2 separate regions of the Mus musculus genome follow, and region 1 is linked to region 2. A link is a contact called in public HiChIP or PLAC-seq data. All regions are on one chromosome and are shown on one strand. The core of a region is the stretch at or near the end of the contact, and the rest is flanking DNA. Distances in the headings are between cores, read along the strand shown.

Region 1 (7,089 bases), core at 1,921-4,420, 220 kb before region 2:
GCCCCTGGATGGGCCTAGGAGCAGATTTTTCATAAACAGACCTGTTGGTTCACCCTTAGCTCATGAAGCCGCTGCTTAAGGAGACTGTGAGAAATACAGTCAGACAAGACAGGGCACTGGCAGCTTCCTGCTTCACATAACATGTTCATCCAAGCACACCCAACTGATGTGGGACACTTTCTGTTCTTTCTCTGACTTCACATCTTTACCAGATGGAGTGGATTAGACTCCCTGTTTCCTCAAAGCACAACTGGGCCAATGCTGGCTGGCTAGCAAGCTCTTGGAATTCACCTGTTTTCATCCCCACCTAATCCTGGGGTTGTAGGCACAGGCAGCCATGCCTGGAGTTTTACATGAGTGCTGGAGACTTGAACTCAGACTTTGCTTGCAAAACCAAAGATCTTATCCACGGAGCCACCTATCAGACTCCTATATATGGAGTCTCTGAGAGCTAGCCTGGTATGCTGGTGCACTCTGCAATTCTAGGACTGACAGGTTGGGGCAGGAGAATCTTGAGTTGGAGGCCAGTGAGACACTGTCTCAAAAAAACAAGGGCTGGGCCTGTGACTCAGTGGTAGAATATTTGCTTTGAAGTGTGCATCCAAGCCGATAGATTCTGCTGCTTCTGCCTTTCCCCCTCGTCTCCTCTTCTCTTGCCTTCTTCTCTTTTGACTCCTCTATGTGTATGTGTTTATTTTAGGATAGGCTTATTTTTTTCCCCAGTGAAGATCTTTGGCAGAAAATTGCATATAGTATTATATATAATTTCACCTAATACATAATTATATATAATTCTGTTAGCGACGTTACATAAGGAAGCAGAGTCTTGTTCGTCACTTCTTAGTGGGTAACATTGTGGAGATGCTACAACAGTTTCAGACTGAGATAAATTTGGCTCAATATTTGATCTTATTTTATTTACTTTTCTTAAATTTACTTATGTAGAGAACACAGGACAGATCAAGAAAAAAAGAATTGTGGAGGGGGGGGAGAGAAGGTGGAGGAGGAGGGGGGGGCTGAGAAAACTCAAGTTGAGAACAGAGAACAAGAGAACAATGTCAGGGAGATGAGAAGGGGCCAGAGAAGAACAGGGAACAGAGACCTGGTGATCACATGTGGCACAGGACCAGTGTGTGACGTATGCTCAGAGTTCAACAGAAAAAGAGAATGCTAGCTGGGCGGTGGTGGCGCACGTCTTTAATCCCAGCACTTGGGAGGCAGAGGCAAGTGGATTTCTGAGTTTGAGACCAGCCTGGTCTACAGAATGAGTTCAGGACAGCCAGGGCTACACAGAGAAACCCTGCCTCGAAAAACAAAAAACAAAAAGTGTGCTTTACAAGAGCTGGGGACCACTGACCCTACTAAGCAGGGTCTTGTTAGGAACTGGTAGCAAGGTATTAGAAACCCACTTCCAGTTCCTTCTACTTGGCAGTCTGACCTCTGCTCTCCAGAACCCGCCAGGACAGGATTGGGGGAAGGGAGAGTGTAAGACAGAGGGCTGCTGGTTTTATCCTGCAGTTTCAGCTGGGTCATTGGGTTGTTGCATCGGGGGTGGGGGTGGGGGGGACAGAGCTCAAAGCCTTAGTCACAGAATTTTGTTTTTCAGTTTTCTTTCTGTTGCTCAACGTGGCCAAAGCTCAGGTTCCAACCCTGGGGTAGATTGTAAGGTCACAGGGCAGAGCTGCAGTCCCTCCTCACTGAGTCAGCACAGCCAAGGCCACAGGAGTTGAGAGACACCATCAGGCAGGAACACACAGGTACACGTGTCACCTGCCAGTAGTCGGCCCTTTTCTCTTCTCTCGATCAGGTTAAAATTAGCCTTAGGCTTTCCTGACTTGGTATTGTTCAGAGTAAAGCAGAGAGGGATGGCAGACTGGGCCTCTTCTGTGCCCCTTGTTTTTGTCCCCTTGGAAGTGCAGGAAGCTGTTGTCTTATGCAGAGAGGCAGGAGCTATGGAGAACTAGAGAGGGACACCTCCATGGGCCCCATCGCCCAAGAGGCAGGAAGAGCAAGCAGCCACTTCTCCGGGACGTGAGGCTGTGTTATCTTTCTCTTTACCCTACAGTGTCTCCGGTCACTTCTTGGTGTGGGGCAACACCCCTGGGGAAAATGGTCACAGACGGTGGTGTCAGTGCCCACTTCTCACTGTTGTGTGGGTCTTGAGCCAACAGAAATGTCATTTGAGGGTCTCAAGGCAGGGCCGGATACAGCCAGCGTGCTGGGTGTGAGATTCTCAGAAATCTGTTCTCTTGAATAAACAAGTCGGTGTTGAGAACAAAGTCTGAAAGGAAATCATAAACTCGTTAGGTTTGTGTTAGGGCAGGGAGTCTCTGATCAGTGCTCCTCACAGTCCCTGGAGACACAGATGTTTACTGACAGCAAGGAGCCGGCTAGCTGTCTGGTCACTCCAATCCTCCTTGTTCTTGACTTTGTAGTAGTTCAAAGGCTGAGGTAGCAAAAGAATTCAACTCATCAAAACCTTTGCCCACTGTTTGAAGCTTCAGAGTACATAGCTTTCCCCAGTTCTCAAATGAAGAAAGGAAACAGAAAATCCACTGTTAGTGTAACAGACCCCCAAGTGAATTTTTAGTTTTTCTAAGTGAGAGTCAAGACAAACAACATACTCAAAATTTATATCGGTGGGAGGAATTTTCTGAACTGCCTTGCTTGCTTGCTGAAAAATGTAACTCAATCGGATCAGAAAGTGGAACATGCAGGCACACAAGCACACACACACACACACACACACACACACACACACACACACACACACACACACACACTCTCTTACTGCTTCGCTTTTAGATGCCTTACATCTCTGTTAACATTTTCTGGTTTCCTCACCTTCTCCAGCTGGGACAGGATATGTTATGCTGCTCCACATTGAGGAACTCCAAGGTTCTGCAAAGGCAGATGAGACCCAAGTCTTAGTGATCCATGGGGGACAGTACCCTGTATTGGGCACTGCTGCAATTCCAGGGCACATCACCCTTGGGCATGCATTTTCAGTGTGGCAAAAAAGACAGACATCATTTATAGGGCAACGGTCTGGCCAGCTACAGGCTGCCAAGAATCCAGCACCTTTCCCAGAAATAATACCATTCCGAAGAGGGAAGATAAGAATCCCCTCCCAGCGGAGTTAAGGAGAGATAACTGTGAGTGTACAGCACACAGCCAAAGGTCGCTCTGCCTGTGTGTGCATGTAACAGGAACCTCTCATGGGAGACACAGGGTGCTGGGGACCTGGTCAGTACCTGGGCACAGCAGACCCAGACCTGGGCACCAGCAAGGCCGGGCTACAGAGCACCCAGAACGAGAAGGCCACCAACTTATGGTCGTCAGTTGACATGGGTAAGACTTGAGGATGGTGCATCAAATATGACCTGTTTTACTTGCACCCAGTGTAGATGAGCTCATGTAGGAATACACACAGCTGCAGGATCACCTCTGCCCAAGGACCTAGAGCTCAGACAAGGAAAAATGCTCTGTCTCAAGGCTAGACAGGGCCCCAAACCTTGGCTTCTTCTGGAAAGGATGAGGAGGCTCCCATAGGTCTACAGAGAAAGGCTGAATATTCTTGAAGTGAATAGAATACAGGAAAAGGGTATCTCAGACAATGTCCAAAGGAGCTGTAGTAGGTGGCAGGTGGGGATGGTGTGGGGCAGTGCATGGGCCAAAGGATGAGAGTTGCAGGGAGCAAGGCAGGGAGACAGCATGGACCCAAGAAGGAGTTTGTATGTGGTGGCTTCCACTGTGTGAGTGTGTATGTACATGTGTGTGTCTGTCTGTCTGTCTGTGTATGAATGTGTGTAAGTGTGTATGTCTATGTGTGTGTATGGATGTGTGTTAGTATGTATGTCTATGTGTGTGTAGCTGTATATGTGTGTATGTGTGTGTCTGTGAATGAATGTGTGTTAGTGTGTATGTCTATGTGTGTGTGTGTATCTGTGTCTCTGTGTGTGTCTGTTCATGATTGTGTACTAGTGTGAAAGTCTATGGATGTATGTGTGTGTATCTGTGTTTGTGTGTCTGTCCGTGTCTGTATGCAAATGGGTATGTCAATGTGTATATGTGTCTGTGTATATGCACAAACACGTGCACAGGTGACACTGGCAAAGGATGGGAGCTGATCAGGAGGGCAAATGCTGAGAGAGGTCATGACCCCAAGGTGGACATCTGGATATAAACTGAGCATCTGTGCAAGCTGGAAGAGATTTTGAACGTGTCACCATAATATTTGAAGACAGAATTATAAGGCTAAAAAGAATCTTACTTAGATAAAGCTTAGAGCCTTTGAGGCTGCAACAGCTAAGAGCTCACATCTGTGTGGGGAAAGGGGGAGTTTGAGCTGGTTTCACACCTCTGGCGGAGGGGCAGCTTGAGCTGGGCTCACACCTGTGGGGGAGGGGAGCTTGAGTTGGTTGCCACCTTACCTTCTGAGATGGCTTTAACTCAAGGAGGAGCAGTGGTGTATGCTACCCACCTGGGATGTCATATCTTCCAGATCATTCCATGGTCACGCTGCAATAATGCTTTAGTGTCAAACAGAAACATACGAAAGTGCATAAAGGACCCTCCATAAAATTCTTTTGGGGTAGTGCCATGAAAAATTACATCCATGGCCAATTAGCTTCCTAACACTGTGTGTGTACCCCGAGTCTGTAGACACAAATGGACGTCTACGCTTAAACTTCTGTGTGGGTGAGTGATTCCAGCAGTGAAGCCTCTATAGCAGTCATGTTCTGTGGTCACCATGGATTGAGTAGATACTGGCAAGTCTCTACATGTCAGTCAGAAAAATGTGTGCTGGCTAAAAAATAAGGGCATCGTTATGATAGAGGGTTGACCCATTAACAGAGAGTGGGAGCCCAATAGGTATATGTACTGAGAGCTCATGCCTGTGAGATCTGGTTCTGATCAAGGAGAAATCCCAGAATCAGAAGACAGGCATAGATGCAGATTTTAGCACTCATATGTCAACAACAGAAGCGTGGTGCAGATTTAGGCGATCCCGACACCAAGCAGCCAACTTCACTCAACATTACGGTGTTTCAAACACATGCAAAACATTTGCTGAGTTATGGCCTATTTTTCAGACATCAAGTAAAAGAAAGGTAGACATGCATGCATACAAGCACGCTCACCCTGATGTTCTGAGATGGTTACATTTTACTATCCCAGATTCAGAAACAACCTAGAATTCTGCCGATAAATTAGTGAAATGAGTGGGTAAGCGTATGGCAGTACATACCCCTGCAGAGAGGGGAGGACCACTCTTCATGAATGAGGAGGAGCCACTGATATTACAACTACTAGGCACAGGAATCTCAAATACTTGAGCCCCATGAGGAAATTTGGACAGCATGACTGCTCAAAATTATGTAAAATTCCAATCTGTGGAGAAAAATCCAATCATCTTTTGCCCAAATAAGAATAGCGCTTGAGGCCAGAGTGTTGGGACGTGAGACAGAGCAGAAAGAGACACGGGGTGTGTGGGGTGTGTGCAAAACTTGGCCTTGTTGACCATCCTGATAAATTTATAGTTACACACACGTGTGACCCTCAGCCTGGCTCAGCACAGGGTTGTTCTGTACATTTTTTTAAAAGATTTTTTTAGATGTATTTATTTTTATTTATAGGAGTACACTGTAGCTTCTTAAGACACACACCAGAAGAGTGCATCTGGACCCCATTACAGATGGTTGTGAGTCACTATATGGTTGCTGGGAATTGAACTCAGGACCTCTGGAAGAGCCAGCCCTTCAGTACATCCTAAGTCTGAAGGAGAAGCCTGCATGGGAGTAAATCTCGGCTCACTGTTTTTGCAGCTTGCCGCCTCCCTCCCTCCCTCCCTCCCTCCCTCCCTCCCTCCCTCCCTTCCTTCCTTCCTTCCTTCCTTCCTTCCTTCCTTCCTTCCTTCCTTCCTTCGTGTGTGTGCATGTGTCTGTGTATGTGTCTCTGTATGTGTGTGTCTGTGTGGTGTATGTCTCTCTGTGTGTGTCTGTGTATGTGTGTGTCTGTGTGTGCATGTACATGGAGGACAGATCTCACCTTCCCTGGTTTCTTTGGTACCACCCACCTTTTTCTTTGTGGTAGAGTATCACATTGCCCCGAACTTGTCACTCAGGCTTGGCTGGCATCTCCTCAGCTTACAAGAGTGGACCACCATGATTTATTTTTTTTTCTCCTGGTGGGTTCTGAGGATCAACTCAGGTCACGCGCTTGCAAGGCAAGCACTTTACCCATTGAGCCATCTCTCCAGCCTTCCTTTCAGTTTATAGTGGGACCTATGCCCACAGGTCACCTGATGATACATGCCGCCAGGAATTGTTTGCATTGCCTGTAATTTCAGATATCTGGAGACCCGCCCCTCAGTCACCAGCATTCAAGGAAGAAATGGACTTTCTGCCAGGCTGACTGGGATATCTATTTTAAATGACCAGAATTTGGGGAGGCTGTAACCAAAGGAGCCATGCGCAGCAAAGGAGGGCCCGGCCCATGCAGATTTCTAGGCATGACTTCCCTTCCACAACTCCAAATCTCAGCACAGCTAGATTTGTGCTGACAGCTAGGGCTGACATGGCATGTGGCCTTGACTCATGAAAGGTCCACTGAAGCAGTTCAGCATGGGGGCAGCTTGGTTCTGGAAGGCACTGGAATCTGAGGAGATCTGGGGTGAGGGCTGTCAAACCAAAGCCACCGGAAAGAATCATCCCATCACCTGAGGAAGGGGAGAGAATAAACTGACCTCCATGGTTCTCCTCCATCTCCCCATCAGATCCGTGGGAATGGAGAACCATAGGCACACAGCAGAGGAAGTGGTACATTGTGACAATGACATCATGCCCATGGGCTAACTTGCCTGAGGATGCAGGATAGCTGGCCACCCATACCCCTGTACTTAAGATTGTTGCTTCTTAGGAGCAATGACACAGGTTTAGTCACATCAGTGACATATATTTAGTAGACCTAAATTATTTTCCCATTTATAACAATAACTTTTCATTAGAGATACATAGATAGATGACAGAAAAATAGATAAAAAAATTGATAGAAAAACAATAGATGATTAAAAACAGGGACAGATAG
Region 2 (6,727 bases), core at 3,738-6,237:
GCTGATCAGGAGACAAGAATTCCCAGCAGACAGCACTGACCACAAATGACTGAGACAGAATACAGTTGCACCCTTTTATTGGCACAGAAGCCCGGCAATGGCGGAAATGAATGAACAAGTCCAAGGGGCGGGGCGGGGGAGGTGGCAGATGGCTGGTGGAGCCACTGCTCAGAACTCACGGACAGTGGGCAGAAAGACATGGAGAAGCAAGGCTATCACACGCACGTGACAGCCAGTCGGGCACATAGCAAGAGAGTCATGCAGCGTCCCTAGGGGAGGGCAACACACCGCTCTGTCCCGTGAGATTCAGCCTGCTTATCGGTACTGTTGAAAGTCCTGTATCACCAGCCAGGAACTTGAAGCCATACGTTTTGAACCATAAACATCCTGCCGTCTACGCCAAGCTGAGGGGTTGGGTGGGGATGAAGCTTAACCAATGAATGCCAAAGCCATGTGTACCCAAGGGAGATGCATGGTGCAGGGGAGAGTGGAGGGACAGGGCACATAAACTCTACCTCTCGACCAGCGTTGCTGTAGGCAACTGTTAAAGCCAGAGCAACGCATAGTCCCCAGGACTTGAGGGGCTTTGGGTTAAAAATAAGTACGTAGAATTAAAAAAGAAATCCTAGAAATGGTCTTTTAAAATCTGTATTTTGAAGAAAGGGAACACACCAGGTGTATAACATTATAAAATATGGTCATAAACATGTAAAACGGTCATCAGGTTTGTAATTCTAATGACAGACAACTACAAAGAAATGAAACATATGTCCTATGTGCTGCACCATATGACAGCCACTGGTAGGGTAGTGGCCACTGTGGGGTGTATTAGAAACAGCTGCCTGGAGGACCTCCCCCCCCGCCCCCCCCCCCCCCCACTGCTCTGACCTCTGAACTCAGCCACATGCCTCCATGCCTCTGGCTATCTGGGAGCAGTGTGGTCCTAAAATTCAGTGTGCTATCAAGAAATGGAGAAGGAACTGGTGAGCACACACAGACCGGCACACACAGGAGGTCTCGGGTAGTCATCGTTAGTGTCCTGTGCTTTTGTGGAGAAGCCTGGTGAGACCTCAGGCATTGGAAGGCAGCCTCCTGCAGAAGCAGCCTGCAGTCACTAGACAGCTCAGACAGGTGCCCACAGTCCACGCTGGATCACATACTGCTGTCCCAGAGTTGGGAAGGCAGCCTGGTGCAGGAGCCCCCCTCAGGCTTCTTTAGGAGTGTCGGCTTCTTGCAGGGTGGCGGCGGAGGTGCACGGGGCTCCGGGTGCTGCAGGGCTTCCTGCCAGCCTTCTCTGGCCTCACAGAGCTTCCTCCTCCAGTCCAGCAGCTCCTGCAGAGCTACGCTTTCATTCTCAGAGAGCCTCAGCTGATGGATAACCTGCAGTGGAACAGAAGAATCAAGGTACCTACAGTGACTAAGTTGAGCAGGGGAATATGGCAGCAATGGCAGGGGGAAGGGCAGGGCTGGGGTGCAAAGAGTCGGTGGCCTTCCAAACCTCCAGCTGCAGGACCACTGGAAACAATATGGATCCAGGGAGTAAGAAACGACCTCCTGCAGATGTTGACTTCATCATCAAGAGGTCATTAGCAAGTATCACATCTCCCGGCAGGACAAGAGAAAGCAGCATCAACCTGCCACATTTCCTGAGTTTACAAACACTCCTGTGCCAGCTTGTATTTTCTCTTCATTTAATTCCTCTCTGAATAGATTTGCCTTTAGAAAAACAAGACTTCTTAAGCTTTACCCCAGGGCAGGAATGCTTATTCATTAACACACACATTCAGCAGGAATATCAGAATGACATAGCCCCCACTTCAGTCATACGCTTTAGCCCAAGGACAGACCCACCCCACCCCCCGGAACAGTTGCTAGAACTGGGCCATACTGATATCAAAACAGTTCCCAAGCACAGAGGTAATAAGAGACAACCACTAACATGCTGCTTACTGGAGGGAAGGTTAGCCGTGTCTGAGAACACACTTGCCACCTGCTACGGTGTCTAGCCACACTACCCACGTGAGGACAATGGAGCAGAGACATTTGTCTAGGTGCTGGGCACTTTCTCAGATGGTAAACCTTCAAACACAGGCCCAGGCCCAGCTCTTGCTGGACAGCACCTGGCATGAAGTATATTAGCTGTTTCTACTTCGTTTCCAATAGTTCCTGGAAACTGATCCTTGGGCTGCCCAGTTTATTTCAGCCTGGGCACAATGGGGAGAAAGGTTGCCTTGTGAGGGGTAACCCCACCCCCACTTCGTTTTTGCCAGCAGCTGGAACTCTATTACAGGCACCATTTTCTGGCTATTCTAACATTATTTTTTAAAAAGAGAAGATGCTTCTTAAGAAGAATGAGGCTGAGCCGGGCGGTGGTGGCGCACGCCTTTAATCCCAGCACTCGGGAGGCAGAGGCAGGTGGGTCTCTGAGTTCGAGGTCAGCCTGGTCTACAGAGTGAGTTCCAGGACAACCAGGGCTACACAGAGAAACCCTGTCTCGAAAAACCAAAAAGAAGAAGAAGAAGAAGAAGGAGGAGGAGGAGGAGGAGGAGGAGGAGGAGGAGGAGGAGGAGGAGGAGATTTTAGAAACCAGAAAGGGGGTGCCAGGAGAGAAGTGAGAAAAACCTAGAAGACGGTTCTCTTGTCTCCTGGGTCCCAAATGCCTGGCTTCCAAAATAGCACCACTTCCATTCTATAATGACATTTTGTTTTGTTTTGTTTTGTTTTTTGAGACAGGGTTTCTCTGTATAGCCCTGGCTGTCCTGGAACTCACTTTGTAGACCAGGCTGGCCTTGAACTCAGAAATCTGCCTGCCTCTGCCTCCCAAGTGCTGGGATTAAAGGCATGCGCCACCACGCCTGGCTCCTATCATGACTTTTGATTAAACCCAAGAGAGCAGAGCTCTGTAGGACATGTATTGTGGCTCTCCCATAGAGAATGGTGCCCAGACAGACAAGCCTTATGAGCAGGCCTGGGCCACGTCTGAACCCACACCTGAGTGGGCTGTTTAGTCATGCAAGACGCTTTCAACGTTTTTAGTTCAAAGCACCGAAGTTGCAAAATTCAGAGTACAGCGTGGGGGTCCTCATTAGGAAAAAGAATTTCCTATACACGGGAATATGTCGTCAGAGCAGCCGCACCTCAGTGTGGACATCTCTGGACTCCTGGTCAACTGGTCCATCCCTACCTCAATCTCAAGGCATCCGTAGAAAGGGTCTCCAAAGCGGGATGGCTCCTTAGTGCTTTACTAGTTTCCAGGATGATCTGCACATGAGAAAATTCTTCAGACTGCTTCTATCCACTATGAAATGAACCAAGAAAACAGGGCTCTGGGGAGTACATAGAATTTTCCAGCTAGTAGATGCTGTGGAGGGCTAGCAAGTGCAGGCAACTTTCTGTGAACCAGGCTTCTCCTATGAGTTCTACAAAGTCGGTGCTATTATTTTGTGGATGAGGCAGCCGAGGCACAGAAAAGTTTGTTTGCCCAACAGCACACAGAGAAGGTGGCTTCAGAGTCTGTGTTCTTAGCTATGGCTTTGTTCAGCTTATCACCCAACTTCTTCTGTCCAGGCACTTATTTAAGCTACAGTCAGGGTCTGGTAAGTGTGTGACATCCATGTGACTCTTCATGGGTACATTTTAAAATCCCTCTGCTCTCCTCTGCTAATGTGAGATCCCACTGAGGCCAGTCTCCTGTGTTCTGAATTTTCCCACATTCAGGATACAGCATGGGGTAGGCAGAGGTGCTTTTCTTCAAGAGTGTGGACACTGGTAGTTTCTGCACTAGCCCAAGTGTATGATCCCAGCTCCTCCCTGCATCTCAGCAGCACTAACTGGACTAAATGGCTCAAACCAACCAACCAACTAACCAACCAACCAAACATCCAAACAACCAAACCAAATCAAACATTTAGAAGGACATGCAGTTAGAGGGAGGTATGATAGAGATTCTGGATCCTCAGAGGACCTAGAAGACAAGAATGAGGGTTGGATATGATCAAGATACAGTGTATCCATGTATGAAATTTTCAAAGAATGAATACAAAACTAAAGGAAGAATGTCATTGGGAAGAGAGGCCCCTTGGTCTTGCAAACTTTATATGCCTCAGTACAGGGGAACACCAGGGCCAAGAAGTGGGAGTGGGTGGGTAGGGGAGTGTGTGTGTGGGTTTAATGGGGGGACTTTTGGGATAGCATTTGAAATGTAAATGAAGAAAATACCTAATTAAAAAATATTGAAAAAAAAAAAAAGGATGTGCTGATATCCAAAGGGCCTATGATAGGAGCAGACACTTACTTCTTAATAGGAATACTGGAGGCTGGGAGAGCAAAGAAACATGAATGGAATTACTGAGAGCCAATCCAGCTCTCTGTCTGACAGAGCTAGCCTTCAAAACACAGAGTGAAGTAAAGACGGTGCACAAACAAAAAGTGTCCTCAGATATCGTGCATAGACAGAGACTCAAAAGGAAGGTTTCCCTTTATATAGGGAGAGAGTGATCTCAGATGGGGAAAAAAAAGTAAAATTTAAGGTTTAGGAACTCTGTAATTAGCAAGCCTGCAGGTAAACATCAATTAGATGCTTGGAACGTCCCCTAGACGGTAAGTCTCACACAAAACACACAAGGCTGCCAACTGTAACTGCACAAGCTGGAGGGATTAAGGAAAGGTTAAAGCCTGAGCTCTAGAAATATCAGGAAAGTGATAGAAGTAATAAAATATGCTAGAATGTAATGAGTCAAGCATGCGTGTCCCACCCGCTAGCCAAACCACTAAAGGAACAGAAACAATGTTTAAGCTAGGAATTAAAACAAGAGAAAGTGCATAGCAAACACTCAGTTTAACTGAAGAAAGCCAGGTGAGACAAGCCTGTAACAGAGACCTGTTCCTAACAAAGAGTAAATTCGAAACCCAGACAAAGGAACTCCAGCCTCCACTCTGCAGATGGCACTGGGCTCCCCACTGGCTGTGCCCTCCTTCTCTCTGCAACAGACACAAACACCCCTCTACATTTCCACTGCAGCATGGACTCTGCAGCATTGTCTAGGACAACTAAAAAGATGCCAGATGTGGCCCTCCATTTAAACTCCAAAAGGCACAGCTTTGAAGTCAGCATCACACTGACCTGAGCACAGAGGTGCCTGTCTCTAGGAAGCTGCTGATCTCAGTGAGACTTGGCAGGGAATTTGACAGAAAACATCTCAAATCTCTCGAGTCATGGTGTCTTCTCCTGTGCATTCCTCTGTGTGTGTGTGCCTGTGTGCGTGTGTGTGAACCTTGGGCATTGTTTCTCAGATACCATCTTGTTTGTTTTTCAAGGCAGAGTATCTCACTGATCTGGACTTCCCCAAGAAGGCTAGGCAGCTGCATGGATACAAGTGTGTCTATCTTTCCAGAACCAGGGTTTACAAGCAGGTGCTGTCTGTACAAGATTTTTTTGTTTGTTGGTGGGTTTTTGTTTTGTTTTGGGTAGGTTCTGGCACTTGAACTCAGCTCATGTTGTTTTCATAGTAAATGCTTTGCTGACTGATCTCCCCACCTTGCTTTTCTTTCTGGAAAACCAAAACTAAAAAAACCACTACTCCCCGATCAAAAAACAAACAAACAAAAAAACAAACAAAAAAAAACAATAACAACAACAACAAAAAAAAAAAAACAAAAAAAACCTTTTCTCTCTTTTGAGAGCTTTGCTGTATTTACTAGAAATAGTCAAATTCCCAAGTACATTATAAAATGTGAAGCTTATGCACACAAACCATTAGCAAGCCCTCTTAATGAGGGTGTCGAAGGCTTGCAATACTGAAGGGCGTCCAGAGGAATGGAATCAACCAGCAAAGAGCTTTCCGTGGTTCCCCAATAAGTGAAACTCTGACTGATGGTTTCGATAATCAGCCTGAGCTCAGAATAAACCCTTTCTTTGGAGAATACCACAGCACATTCCTCAGATTCTATTTTAGAGATTAGCCCTGATTAAGGGAAATTTATTAGGCGTAAAAGGAGAAGTGCCGGACTTGCACAAAAGGGACGCCAGAATACCAGCATTATTGTTCTTCATTAAAAAAATAAGCACGTGCACAGGTATGTCTAAATGGAAGTTAGACATTCTATATCTGACGCAGAGAGGTTTTAAGATCACGATTTTCAGAGGCTTGTCCCAAAAGGAAAACACTATGGGGCTAATAACATTTAATTTGCTTCATTTAGATCTATTAAATTTATTAGATTGCAAAACTCAAGTAAGATGGTCTCAGAGGTGATAAAAGGGGCTTTGGTATCTCTGAATAACAAGCCAGTACCATTATGTTACTCTGGTGTGGTCCAGTACAGTGTAAACAAGAAGCATTTCAAATACCACATGGTGTCATAGAAACACCTGCACCAGTGTCTGTCCTCTTTTGTGATCTTATGATGTATTGGTAACAATAACACATCAATTATTTGATTGTCGTTTGCTATTTCCAAGTAAACCAAATGTTATCATTAAGAGGTAAAACTTATTCTGGTAACAAAATGATCATTTTGCTTCTGAAAGGGAAACATTTATTTCATTTTAGGGAAAGAAGAAGTCACAGGAGGCCACGGGCCCTGCCACATCTCAGCTCAGGGTCTGCTGGCTTCACACCAGGTGGAATTCACCCATCTATAAGACAGAGGTCACCCTACTTCATCTTCCTCTTTGGAAGGTTGCACAGAACTGTCATTAGCATTGACAGACAGGAGGCAACTGTTA

Evidence for each region. HiChIP or PLAC-seq counts read pairs in DNA pulled down with a chosen protein or histone mark.
Region 1: a contact with region 2 is called in an H3K27ac HiChIP or PLAC-seq map of extraembryonic endoderm stem cells. The contact joins two enhancer-like sites. A contact is called at or near these places in 4 of 115 datasets of contacts at active chromatin or transcription factors (bone marrow-derived macrophages, extraembryonic endoderm stem cells, pancreatic cancer cells and 1 more).

The regions. Positions count from the first base shown.
Region 1 is chr8:10,849,337-10,856,425 of GRCm38.p6, reverse strand. It overlaps Gm39130 (a long non-coding RNA gene), which reads right to left and starts at 6,214. Exons shown (of 3, transcript XR_870135.2): 1 at 6,080-6,214; 2 at 2,845-2,901; 3 at 1,279-2,281. It overlaps Gm32540 (a long non-coding RNA gene), which reads left to right. Exons shown (of 3, transcript XR_870139.3): 3 at 1-706. Within about 2 kb of position 3,170, at least 35 of the 459 cell types and tissues checked have an H3K27ac peak or open chromatin away from gene starts, as enhancers often do. A contact at or near this core is called in extraembryonic endoderm stem cells, where this site is marked.
Region 2 is chr8:10,628,076-10,634,802 of GRCm38.p6, reverse strand. It overlaps Myo16 (myosin XVI), which reads right to left. Exons shown (of 35, transcript NM_001319151.1): 35 at 61-1,380. The coding sequence ends at 1,153. Among named protein-coding and RNA genes, the nearest start is that of Gm32330, 42 kb to the left of the region's middle. Within about 2 kb of position 4,987, at least 48 of the 459 cell types and tissues checked have an H3K27ac peak or open chromatin away from gene starts, as enhancers often do. A contact at or near this core is called in extraembryonic endoderm stem cells, where this site is marked.